Regions from separate parts of the Mus musculus genome. Here all the other regions are linked to region 1. The links are chromatin contacts, called in public Hi-C maps. All regions are on one chromosome and are shown on one strand. Each heading gives the region's core, a stretch centred on a gene start, on an enhancer-like site or on the middle of the called end of the contact. The rest is flanking DNA. Distances are from core to core; before and after follow the strand shown.

Region 1 (4,095 bases), core at 1,251-3,750:
GTCTCACAAGCTCGGTGCTCTAGAATGGGCTACTCCTCTTTGCCTCCCTTCAGAACAGAAGAAACAGGATTTTTTTCCCCCAAAATCTGGGCCAAAGAAACCAATACAGAGGCCATGTTTGCCTCGGGCTGAAATGATTTAGTGATGGAGACGATGTGTGTTTATCCCATAAGAAAGTAGCTTGTGACACAAAGACCCATCTTGGAAAACTGCCTGGGAAGAGGGTGAAGTTGAAGTGACAGGGGGCCATGAGTCCAAGGAAGATGACCCAGGCATGTAGCCGCTTTGCTCTGGCAAAGCCCCTGCAGCTTATGCTTGGGGGGCTGATGAGGAAGTAGCAAGGTCACTGACGCTAAAAGCGTGAGTGACCACACAGTCTTTAGCTGGCCTTGGGATCTGTAATGTAAAGGATAGAAAAGATGCACTCTCATTGATCTGTTATGATGACCCCAAAGCCCTTTTCCACAGAGTTCACAACTAACTTGAAATCTGACAATGTGAACAACAGGTTTAAATTTTCTCTCCAAGCTGTGTAACATCTCGTATGGCTGGAGTAAATATCTTCCTCTTCAGCTTTTATATCCCTTTTGAAATCCCCATCTTTTCTTCCGGACTTTTCTTATTCCTGTTGTCACTGTTGATTAGTTAAGAGACAGACCTCTTTCTCTTTTAACATCATCTCTCTCCATCATTGCTAGGTTTATTTAATAGACTAAAGCTCGTCCTTGGGCTTTGTTTTGAATTCTGTTGTTTTCCAGACTGAAGCTCGCACACAGGTTCTTTTACTGCTGTGTTTCTTGGTGTCACTACCCGGTTCCCATACTCAACCCCTGTGATTCCGTTCTTTTCAGATCATCTTAATAAGTTCCAGGACAAAATTCTGAGATCACTACTTACAGACTTATTAGAGATACATAAATGTTTAGGTAATAACTTCGGATGAAAAGACTTGCCATTTTAATGTGTCTACTGTAGAAAAATTTGCGAGGCTAGATAAATAGTTCAGAGGTTAAAGGCACTCGCTGCCCTATCAAGGGACTTCAGTTCCCAACATGTACAATGGCTCACAAATCCCTATAACTGCTACTCCAAAGGGTTCATCTCCTCTTCTGGTCTCTGTATGTATTACAAACATGGATGCATAGACATGGACAAAGACAGACAAATAATTCAACTTCTATTTTTTAACAGATACATTTATTTATTTAAGGTTACATAATGATTATTGTTTATTAGAAGCTTTAATGGCTACAAAACATATAAATTGAAAATAGATTAAGATATTCAACTGTTTGTGTGTTATTGAATGTCAAGGTTGTTGTTGTGCTTGTTGTTGCTATGTTCTTGCTTGTAGTATTTAATTGTGCTGTGGGAAGTCGCATATTTGTGAATATTTCCCTAGCAGGTACCTCTTTGCAAATAGTTTTGGTTTGTGGAAATATCTCTTTCTTCTTTGCTGCCATTATTTTGCTTTTAAAATAGACTTTTATGGGGCTGGAGAGTTGGTTCAGCAGTTAAGAATATTAGTTGCTCTTGTGGAACACCTGGCTTTGCTTTCCAGCACCCATATAGTGACTTACAAACAGCCCTACTTAGATAGTTTCAGGGCATTTGATGCCTTTGATCCTAAAGTCACCAGGTACACACAAGGTGCCCATACATACATTCAAGCTTCCCTATCGCTTTCTCTGTGACTTCCTGTACACTTCTACTTATCTCTGGAATAGTCTGTGTTACCCTGACTTCTCATTTTCTGGGGTATACTAAGGCAACTCTACTTTACCCAGAAGCTTGTACATATAGTAGTTGCTATCCACTTGATTTTTTTAAAAACAAAATTTTGGAATACTCCTCACATTTTTGATAGAACTACTACTTAAAATGGAAAAATTATTTATTCATAAAAACAGATTTAATATGTGATACAAATACTGACAAATATGTAGCCAAAAAGTTAATAGCTATATACTTAAAATATATATGGTTAGCCAAAGTTTATAAAATTTTTAATTAGAAAGTGCCAAAAATCCATCTAGTTACAGTGATAAATTGTGCATTTAATATAGAAGTTACTATTATTTGCCATTAAAAATAAATACTGTTTTGATTAATTATTTGTTACTAAGTGTCTTTACAGAATTTGTTGGACATTGTGTCAATCAGCAGAAGTAGTGTAATTAAACAATATTATCAAGATGAGTTAAAATAATGTAATCACATTACATTATTTAACTAAATTTTAAAATCTAAAGAAAATGTTTTATAAAATTTGTCTTTAAAATTGTAAATATTTTATAGCATTTTATTCTTTGATATGGATTCCTAAATGACAGGATTTAACATTGTGATTAAAGCAAAAGTATGGAACAATTGTTTTAAAAACTGGCATTAGAGGGCACTGTTGGATGCCTTGTAGCAACTACAAAACTGAATGCACAGATCAGTTGAGGAATTTTTATGGGGTTAAACTTTAAAACGTTTTAATTTTCAAACCCACATGTAGATTTAGAGACTATTTTTGCCATAGAAAGATGAGAGAGCCAGGGAGGGGGAGAGGAGGAAGAGAGAAGAAGGAAAAGAGGGAGAGCATACAGAAGAGAAAAAGAGATGGTAGAGGGGACAAAGGAAAGAAAGGAGGGAAGGAGGGAGGAGGGGAGGGAGGGAGGGAGGGAGGAAGGGAGTCATCAATCTATTGGATGAGTCACACTGACATTGTGAAGTGAAAAGGGGAATGGAAGATAAAATTAAAAATCAGAATCCTTAGAAATATTTTTTGTTTAAAAAGCTAGGTATATTAGGATGGATTAAAAAAGAAATATAAAAATCTACTATTGTAAAAGCTGAGATGCCTAAAATATATACAAAAGTAAATAAAAAGGAAAGAGGAGAGCTACTTCAAGGGAAGAATAGCAAGTGGGGGTAGGGGAAACAGGGGAAGACAATGGAATCAACTATGAACACGGCATATTATGTGGGTGAAAGGTCCCAACTAAATTCATGATTCAAATAAAAAAAAAAAGATAGAGTAGAACAACCACGATACTGCGCGTTTAGATCATTTGCTTAGTTCTCTTTAGAACAGTATGATCTGGGCATACTATCCCGTGGAGCTCTCAGACTCTGAACCACCAACCAAAGAACGTACAGGGGCTAGACATATGTAGCAGATGCGCAGGTTGATCTTAATGTGGGATCCGAATAACTGGAGCGGGATCTGTCCCAAAGCTGTTGCCTATACGTGGGAGAGGTTCTACTAGCTAGGTGGTCTCCTCAGGCCTTAATGGGAGAGGGAGTGTGTGCCTAGCCTCGCAGAGGCTTGAAGTGCCTGAGTGAAGGGAAACCCAGAGGGGTCCTACTGGCTCAGAGGAGAAGGAGAGGTGAAGAGGTGAAGGATTATGGGTGGGAGTGACCAGGACAGGGGCTGTGAGCTGGATGTAACGTGAATCAGTTAAAAAAAGAAGAAAAAAAAAAGGAGAGAGAGAGAGAAAAAAGAGAAGAAACATCATTGCCAAAAGGTCACTTTGGATGTCACCCAGGGTGCAGAACAGTACTAGAAAAGACTGATTTTTGTCATTACATTGTAAAATTATCACTGTAACTATTCCCTCCCTTGCTGAGCACAGGAGGACTATAATTAAATGTTTGGTTGCAGTGTTTTTAGAATGTATGGTTCTTTTGTTTGTTCACTCAAGATTATAACCCAAAACAACTGTAGAAGCCACAGTCAAGCTTGGAAACACAATCTTCTCTAGTAACTAATAAGTACATTCCCTGAACTCCACTAACATGAAACTGTCGCTAAGTGCAAAGAGAAGCTAGAAAAAGTCTTTGTGTATTTTCGGGCAAATCATTTTCTTTTGAATGTATTAAAGTTGTCTATGTTCTTATTCTTGGATACACAAAAACACAATTGTTATTAGACGCGTTCTCACGACCGGCCAGGAAGAACACCACAGACCAGAATCTTCTGCGGCAAAGCTTTATTTCTTACATCTTCAGGAGCCAGGGTGCAGGAAGCAAGAGAGCAAGAAGCAAGAGAGAGAGAAGCAAGAGAGAGAGAAGCAAGAGAGAGAGAAAACGAAAACCCGTCCCTCT
Region 2 (4,183 bases), core at 1,276-3,775, 580 kb after region 1:
CTCAAATCTTCTCGTTCTTTCTTCTATTCCTCCATACCAACTGGTTCACTCTGCCCACCAGTTCACTTTTAACACTTTGTTACAATGCTTTTTATTACATTCTCCTGGGTTTAACTAGTAACATGTTAAAGGATGTGAGTGGCACCTGTTGACTAATATAAGAGTAACTCACCAATGGTTATGTCTCTAAAGACTAACTTCCTCTGCCTCGGTGCTCTGAATGCTATTAGCTACAAGCACCTATCTATCTGTGATTCAATACTCAATGCTTACTCTTTTGCAGACGCTGTGTAGACAAGCACAAACTGCTGTAAGTTCAAGAGTTCAAGGGTATGAACAAAGGATATAAACTGGTTTGACCAAAACCAAACCAAAACTAAACAAAACAAAACGATGAGTAGGAAGGATTTCTTGTAGCACAATGACAAGCATATTATAATAGTAAATATATAGGTTTGCTAAATCCAAGTGTAATATGTTTCATGCTGAAGATCACTTTTTTATATAAATAATTAATTCTCAAATAAAAAAAACAGAATATCCAAGGCCTGTATGACAGCTATAAGAGGTATACATACTGCATAATCTCAACTGATGTTCTCAATGAAACAAAATTTGGAGACAGGGAAAAGATAAAAGATGAGTGTGTTCAAGGCCTTGAAGTGGAGGATTGACAGAGCTCAGAGGATAGGTAGATAGATGATAGATAGATAGATAGATAGATAGATAGATAGATAGATAGATAGATAGATAATAGGTAGATAGATGCATAGATATATAGATGATAGATACATACATACATACATATATTCATATAGATAGATACATAGATACATAGGTAAACACATAGATAGATTCATAGATACATAAATAGATACATAAATAGATGAATAAATAATCTAGTCAAGACAGGGACTTTGAAAATAACCATTATCAGTCAGAAGCAAGAAGCAGCCCATCTCCTAAATGATTTTAAAGCCTCAGCTCTTGAGGGAGATGTTAAGCATCCAGTTATAGCCGAAGAGGCCATAGAAAATGAACCTATCCCTCCTGACCCATCTTCTACCTATCCTTACCTCCTTTTCTCCTGGAAAACAAAACCAACACTTGTTTTCTGATAACTTTCATTATTTTTCTGGAATGTTCATTCCAGCAGTGATTCAGTATAATGAACATGGTCCACCCTTCTTAAAATAAATGATAGGATTACACTTGACACGACATCATTTCCATGTAATTTGTCCCTATTTTCGGTAACACTTTCAAACATTGGTAACCACATCTATAATGCATAGGTGCTTCCTAGCTGTGTGCACATGAACTCTTTACTTCATAAAAAGACACATACTAGTTAGCCACCATGGGTACAATTATGTAGAAGTCATCTTCCACAGACCATTTTCAGTGAATTAAAAACAACCCCATTTAAAACAATCTCCTGAGAGCTTATAAAATTCTCTCCATCTCTGAGAAACTTGAAAAGTAACAAGCAATTCATTGCCCTTCTCTGAGGGGGTCACTAAGCAAACGATCACAGAGGCTCAGGGGTCTGCCTTCTGATCTGGTTAAAGAGCTTCAATCAAGGAGACCCTGTCACAGAAGCAGAACCAGAAGCTAGAAATGTGACTGCTGAGAGGTTTCCCTGACAGCACACAGGAGAGAGAACATTTTTACTGAAATTTCAAAGGTTAGAAAATGGATTTTGAAGCCAAAGACATAGTGTATGCAAAAGTTTCTTTTTTTAACTCTATGCTGAACAAGTCAGTACATGTTGGAGCGATGCAACAATCACTGTTGTCACACACTTCAGAGGCCAAATCATGTTTCTTATAAAGCAGCATAATAGTCATCTTTGCTAGCATTGAGAGAGAGAGAGAGAGAGACAGAGACAGAGACAGAGAGAGAGACAGAGAGACAGAGACAGAGAGAGACACAGAGAGAGAGAGAGACAGAGAAAGAGAGAGAGACAGAAAGAGAGAGAGAGATTAAATTTGAATGTCTAACATAATTTTTACAAAAAGAAACTCTTTTCATGGGATATGTTTTAGTTGATAAGTGAACCTTAATTTGTACTTTATTGATTTTCTTTGAGACAGAGTCCCATGTATCCCAGGTTTTCTTCAAGTCTACTATATAGTTAAACTTGATTTTAAAGGTCTGCTCCCTCGGTCTTCACCTCCCAGGTGCTGGCATTATAGGCACATCTACCACACCCAATGCTGGATACCAAAATAGTGGCTTCCTGTGCACTAGGCAAACATTCTCCCTACTAGGCAATATGCCTATCCATTTATTTCATATTTCTATGTCCTGAAACTTCATCGTGTGTATATGTGTGTGTGTGTGTGTGTGTGTGTGTGTGTGTGAAATAGGATTACATTACCAAGTTTCAAAAGTAATCCATTGTGACATTCCCTTGCTTGTTTTTCGTATTTTGAGAGTAAAAAGCCACTTCTAGAGGCACTGCATTTGCATTCTCTATGAGATGGTATTTTATAGATATGAAGAAAGTCTTCCAAAAATGTTAAGGGAAAAGATGACTCTCATCTTGTGACGTTCTTGGCATTTGCTTGTGAGATTTCTTGATGGCCCTGTACCATCAGAGACAGCTGCTTTGGTAAAAACTTAAGAAGAATGTCTTTATTCTCAGTAACAGAAAGAGACCATCAAAAGTTAAGATGAAAATGTGGTTTTGCTGCAGTCTGGCAAACTGCAAACTTTGTGAGCATAAAAATATTTGGTGTTCAGGTCCACCTGTGCAAAACATGGATGTCCATTAAACATTTCCCCAACAACTATAATGAACAAAAAAAATTATCATACTCAGAAAAGTAAAGGGAGCACATATACATGGGTTAATTCTCTGTTATACTTTTTAAATAAGCATATTGCTTCTGCCAGAGTGACAGTAGTTATAAGAGGGCATCATCTGCCAACTAGTAGAGATCATAATTCTGTCTCCCCCCTATATTAGTTAATCATTTTACAAAACCTGGAGATTTTTATAGTCACTATATGAGAAATATTTTAAGCTGACATTCTTTAAGTGGCAAGTTGTTTCCTTAATATGAGTTTTGCTCCCTGCTCCAAAAATGTTTTAAGAAAATATGATTTTATCATCATTTTATTTTGCTTAATGTGAATGATTTCAATGCAATTGAATTGAAAGCCTTGTCTTCTTGTACTGCTTTGCTTTGAGGAATTCCAGTGAACTTTGCTGCCATCTTTGTATGGTAAGTTTCTGCATAATCTCTATTTGAATTTACCGTACATAAAGGCAATGAGCTAACAGGTTATTGCAGAAAGCCATGAATAGATTGTTACTACATAATACATTTCTGTCATGAACACTAAGTTCGTATATTTTTCTGTTTGTCCATGTATGAATGTTTTCTTTAAGGTTCCGAGAAAAGACAGGGTGTCCTGTGCCTCCTACAAATTCTCTCATTCATCACTAGTCTTATTGAAACCAGAGCAGAGAGGCAAGCTGGAGGGCTGACAGGATACTGAATGGAAGACACCCTAAATGAAAAAAATCTCATTGTGGAAGCTGTAGTATGCCACAGTGTGTCCCATAGTAAATCCTGTTCAAACTTCTTGGCTTGCTAATGTTCACTGTTATTAAGTCTTGGCCTAGTTTGAGGATCTTTACTAGGACTGCTCTTGGATATCCTGTTGTTGCCCTGTGTCCTAGAGATCCTGAATTTCTTGATGTGCAGGACTGTCCCCTTCACCCACTCCAGCAGTTCATAGATGGCATAGATGTTGGATTGAGGCGACTCAGAGCTCCAGATCTGGGCCTAGGTAGAATCTGAGCTGGTTAGCTGCCATCTCTCCAGTATCACATCACCAGGGCAGGCTCTCTAGCACTGCTCCAGCTTGCTTGCCCACTGCCAAATAGTCAGAGCCCAGTGATCAGAGCCAGCTCTAATGCTCTGATCACTTGTATCCTTGCCAGCAGAGCCAGCTCTACTGTGATGCCCAGGCAAGGTACAGGGCCCACTCTCCTGAGTGCTGCAGCCAGTAAGGGACAGGAGCAGCTCTCCCACTTGCCACAGATGGCAAGGGGGTAGGGGAGAGCAGAATATCTCTCACCTTACCACCACATGACAGATAAGTGTCAGGGATCGCCCACTCTCATACCTTCAGGGCCTGCTCATCCACAACTCCCACTGTCAGAGAC
Region 3 (3,801 bases), core at 994-3,493, 800 kb after region 1:
GAATCCAGGTGGGGGAGCCCTTTACAGTTTCAAAGTGGAAGAGTTTAGCAGTTCAGTCCTGACTACTTGAAATAATACATTCCCAACTTAGAGTGCCAAAAAGCTATGGTTAATTATTCTCATGGTGATGATAATCACATCGCTTATGATTCTTAAAGGCACCAAGGAAGACAAAAGTTGTACCAATAGGACTCACAAAAATGGAGGCAATATTAAGTGAAAGTAAAAATGTACAAGAGGGTCACATTATGTTAGATCCTTGAACATAGGGGAAGCCATCAGTCCTACCACCTTCCCTATTCCTAAGGTGTTACCAGCTTCTTAATTATAATAAAATTTTACCCATTCCTTACCTGTCTAGAATGTATCCAAGAAAAATATTAATAACATTTCTAAGGAAATAAAAATTACAATTGTAATTGTGTTTTTAAGTAAATCTTCAGATAATTTACAGGAAGCTAATAAAAGCTACAGAGAAAACATATTTATGGGTATATATCATTCACACTTTCAAGTATATAAACTTCTTTCCTGCTTTCCTAAAAAAAGGGGAATCTTGGCTTATAGTACATCAAAAATGGTAACACAAGTCAAATTATTTAGATTATACTATTAATCCATATATCAAGGATTTGATAAGTCAGTAAGAACTATTTTAAATTTTTGTTACATATTTTTGGATTGTAAACAATTATGTGATCAAAGAATTATTATATTTTATTATAGTATGGTTTGCCTGCAAAAATACTTTGTCTTGGAATCAAAATCACAGAGATAATGCATTTAATAACCTAAAAGAAACTATGGGTTATATTATCAAAATTGAAAGACTTGGGACTAAGGAAATGACTAGTTGGTAAAGTGCTTGCCTTTAAGCATGGAGGGTTGGTTGGATTCTAAGCAGTAGTGTGAGAGAGCTTAGCCTAGCATAGCGGCTTATCATCCAGCAATGGGAAGGTGGACACAGGGATGGCTAAATTTACAAGCCTGCCCATGCAACCAAAGTCAGTAAGTAAATCTGTCTCAAAGTAGTGGGATGCACATAAGAAATAACACAGAGGTTGTCTACTAGTCTCCACACGCCCATGCTCAGATGTATGTGAATTTGTTCACACATGTGTATCTCTGAACATATATAGACATAAACACACATGCATGCATGAAAATCTTATTATTTTTTTTCTTGTTTCTATGAGGTGTTGCTTAAGGATGTGGGTATGCTAGGAATTCATATTTAGAGGGATGCAGTTATGTAAAAGTTATAGAGAGTTTCTCTAGTCAGTTTATGTTACTATAACAAAGCATCATAGACCAAGAGAATTAATGGGATAGAGATTATTTCTCATAGCTGGGACTACAGGTCTGACATTAGGGTGCCTGTGCAGTTGGGTTCTTAGTAAGAGTTGCTGCTGTGTTAAAGGATGTTGGATGCTTCTTGTTTCTTTTGTGCTCTGAGCATAAATAGCAAAGTTTTTATTTTGCCTTTTACCAGGGTAGCAATTCCCCTCAAGAGGACTCTAGCTTCATGACCTTTTTAACTCCCAAGAGCCTATCTCCAGAAAGCATCACGCTGGGGATTAGCATGTAAGTATGATGGGAGCAAAGACTTAGAGCTGACAGCCTCCTTTGCTTCATTTAAAATTTTTCTTTTTAGAATTAGGAAAGAAATGGATGCACAACTTAGCAAGAACTTGCCGCTTCAAATACGCACATATAACTTTTAATGTACACAGATGGAGTTACAGGTGCCAGAATCCCTGCTCAGGATAACTGTAGGAAGCTGTGTATACTGTTGCTGGGGTGGGGGTGGGTGGGGGGAGCTTCCCCTTTGTTATGCTAGTGGCAGGGACTTTATCCCATTTACCCAGAAGCCTCTAGGCAACTGCAAATAATGCCAAGGGACCATGCTGCCATATGGCTGTTATGCAGTCCTTTCTGAAGGTGTCACCCAAAGGGGTTCTCTGAGGACTTACAGCCACGTGCAGATTGCTTCCCCCCCTCTCGCTGCCTGCTTCTTTCCTCCCCCGCATACCACCCGCCTTCCTCTCTTCCCTCAAATGTTCTGTAGCTGTCAAGTTTCTTTTATAGAAATAAGTGAAATTATAATGAGACAAGAGATAGACGTGCCAGAGATGAATAGAAAGACTTTATGGAATTGCTGCTGTATCTGAAAGCCTTAAAGAGGAGGCAGGAGGGCGGATAATGGCTGTCACCCTGCACAGGAAGCACTCCCCTGGCACATTTGACTTTCAAAACTGCTTCTGATCCGTTCATAGGAAGTTGGTGCTGTATTAAACTGCATCGTACAGAACTACACTGTAGAGGCAGGGAAAAGTCAAGACCCTGGAATTCTCTTCTGAAAAACCTCATCTGAGAGCCAGAGCTTCTCATTTGGAAAGGCTACCTTGTGGCATCTTCCTAGAGTTTTTGGTTGAGGACCAGTGTCCTTCCCATGTCCTGTTTTTCATAGCATGGCTTGTGCTCTGTTTTATTAGGAAAGGAGAGTGTACTCGTCGTTATGTTATGAAAGTATTGCTCTTTTCACCCATCAGCTACTAGACTGAAAAAAATTGCCTTATTATGAAGTTGATAGTGAAAGTTTCAGGGAGCAGATGTTCTAATTACTCCAAACATGCCCATCGGATAAAAAGAAAGTCAGAATTTTACTTGTGAGAATACCAAGCAGGAATTTTTTTTTTAAAGTGTGTGTGCATGTGCATGCAAGTGTATGTGTGTGTGCGTGTGTGTGTGTGTGTGTGTGTGTGTGTGTGAGAGAGAGAGAGAGAGAGATGCGCTTGTACCACCACAGAGCTCATGTGGTCAGAACAAAAATATGAGGAATCTTTTTCTCTCCTTCTACCATGTGGGTCCTTGTGATTGACCATAGGAACTCATGTTTGGCAGAAAGTGCCTTTCCCCATGGAATAGACTGTCTTGCTGGCCCTGAAGGAAACATTCCCACATTTGTGTTTTTGTCTCCTTTGTCTGTGCATCTCTTCTTTGCTAAAAATAAACTCATGAACCTTAATTCTATTGTTCCGTTTTTAAAAGTAGGAGTCATAGAGTTAGGTGTTAAATGATGTTTTAAAATTAAAGAAGGGCCTGCTATGGTTGTGCACAATTTTGTTACTAGCATTTGGTTGGCAGAGACAGATGGATCTTGGAATTTGAGGCTATCCTGTACGACAGAGGGATTTCAGAGGTAGTGAGACTTACAAAATGAGACACAGCAGCCTATGGGGAGGGGGAAAAAAGAGCAAAGTGGGACCAGAGCCTGGCATGCATGATTCTCCAAAGACAGAAGGAGCTGTTTTGATATGGATCTGAAGTTTACTGAGACACACAGAGAGAAAATGAATGCAATGTGATTTAACTGTATGAGCCGGAGCCCCACTGGCCAGCCATTTTACCCTAGTGAGCCCCAGACTGTAAGTCTCAAACCCTCACCCTTGGGCAAATGGCTCAAGTGACTATTTAACATATGAAAATAGGCCTGGCTGCCAGGTTCTCCCAGCATCCCTCAGTACCTACCTGTTACAGAGTATGGCTAGCATACCTCACCCTCTACCCTAACTCTCCAGCCCAGGGGTTGGACTGCCAATCGCTCAGCTGTTCTTCCCTATATAATCCAGACATTTTGATTACCTGACCTCTTTTGGTTCCCCTCTCTCTCCTCTCTCTGTTCCTCCTCCATCGCTTTACATGGCTCACTGTTATGTCTACTCTGGACTTTCCCAGATGCCCCATATCTGGCTCTACCCTCTTTGTTATCTACAATAAACCTCGTCCACCAAACCGAGG

The links. A called contact is a pair of places that touch in the nucleus more often than the background predicts.
Region 2: a Hi-C map of cortical neurons shows a contact between it and region 1, with 2.7 times the contacts expected there. The contact joins two enhancer-like sites. A contact is called at or near these places in 2 of 484 Hi-C or Micro-C datasets (cerebral cortex and cortical neurons).
Region 3: a Hi-C map of forebrain shows a contact between it and region 1, with 2.7 times the contacts expected there. The contact joins two enhancer-like sites. A contact is called at or near these places in 3 of 484 Hi-C or Micro-C datasets (cerebral cortex, cortical neurons and forebrain).

Annotation. Positions count from the first base shown.
Region 1 is chr2:8,535,421-8,539,515 of GRCm38.p6, reverse strand. No RefSeq gene overlaps it. Among named protein-coding and RNA genes, the nearest start is that of Gm30904, 190 kb to the right of the region's middle. Within about 2 kb of position 2,500, at least 14 of the 459 cell types and tissues checked have an H3K27ac peak or open chromatin away from gene starts, as enhancers often do. A contact at or near this core is called in cortical neurons and forebrain, where this site is marked.
Region 2 is chr2:7,952,798-7,956,980 of GRCm38.p6, reverse strand. No RefSeq gene overlaps it. Among named protein-coding and RNA genes, the nearest start is that of Gm30904, 390 kb to the left of the region's middle. Within about 2 kb of position 2,525, at least 4 of the 459 cell types and tissues checked have an H3K27ac peak or open chromatin away from gene starts, as enhancers often do. A contact at or near this core is called in cortical neurons, where this site is marked.
Region 3 is chr2:7,732,728-7,736,528 of GRCm38.p6, reverse strand. No RefSeq gene overlaps it. Among named protein-coding and RNA genes, the nearest start is that of Gm30904, 610 kb to the left of the region's middle. Within about 2 kb of position 2,243, at least 21 of the 459 cell types and tissues checked have an H3K27ac peak or open chromatin away from gene starts, as enhancers often do. A contact at or near this core is called in cortical neurons and forebrain, where this site is marked.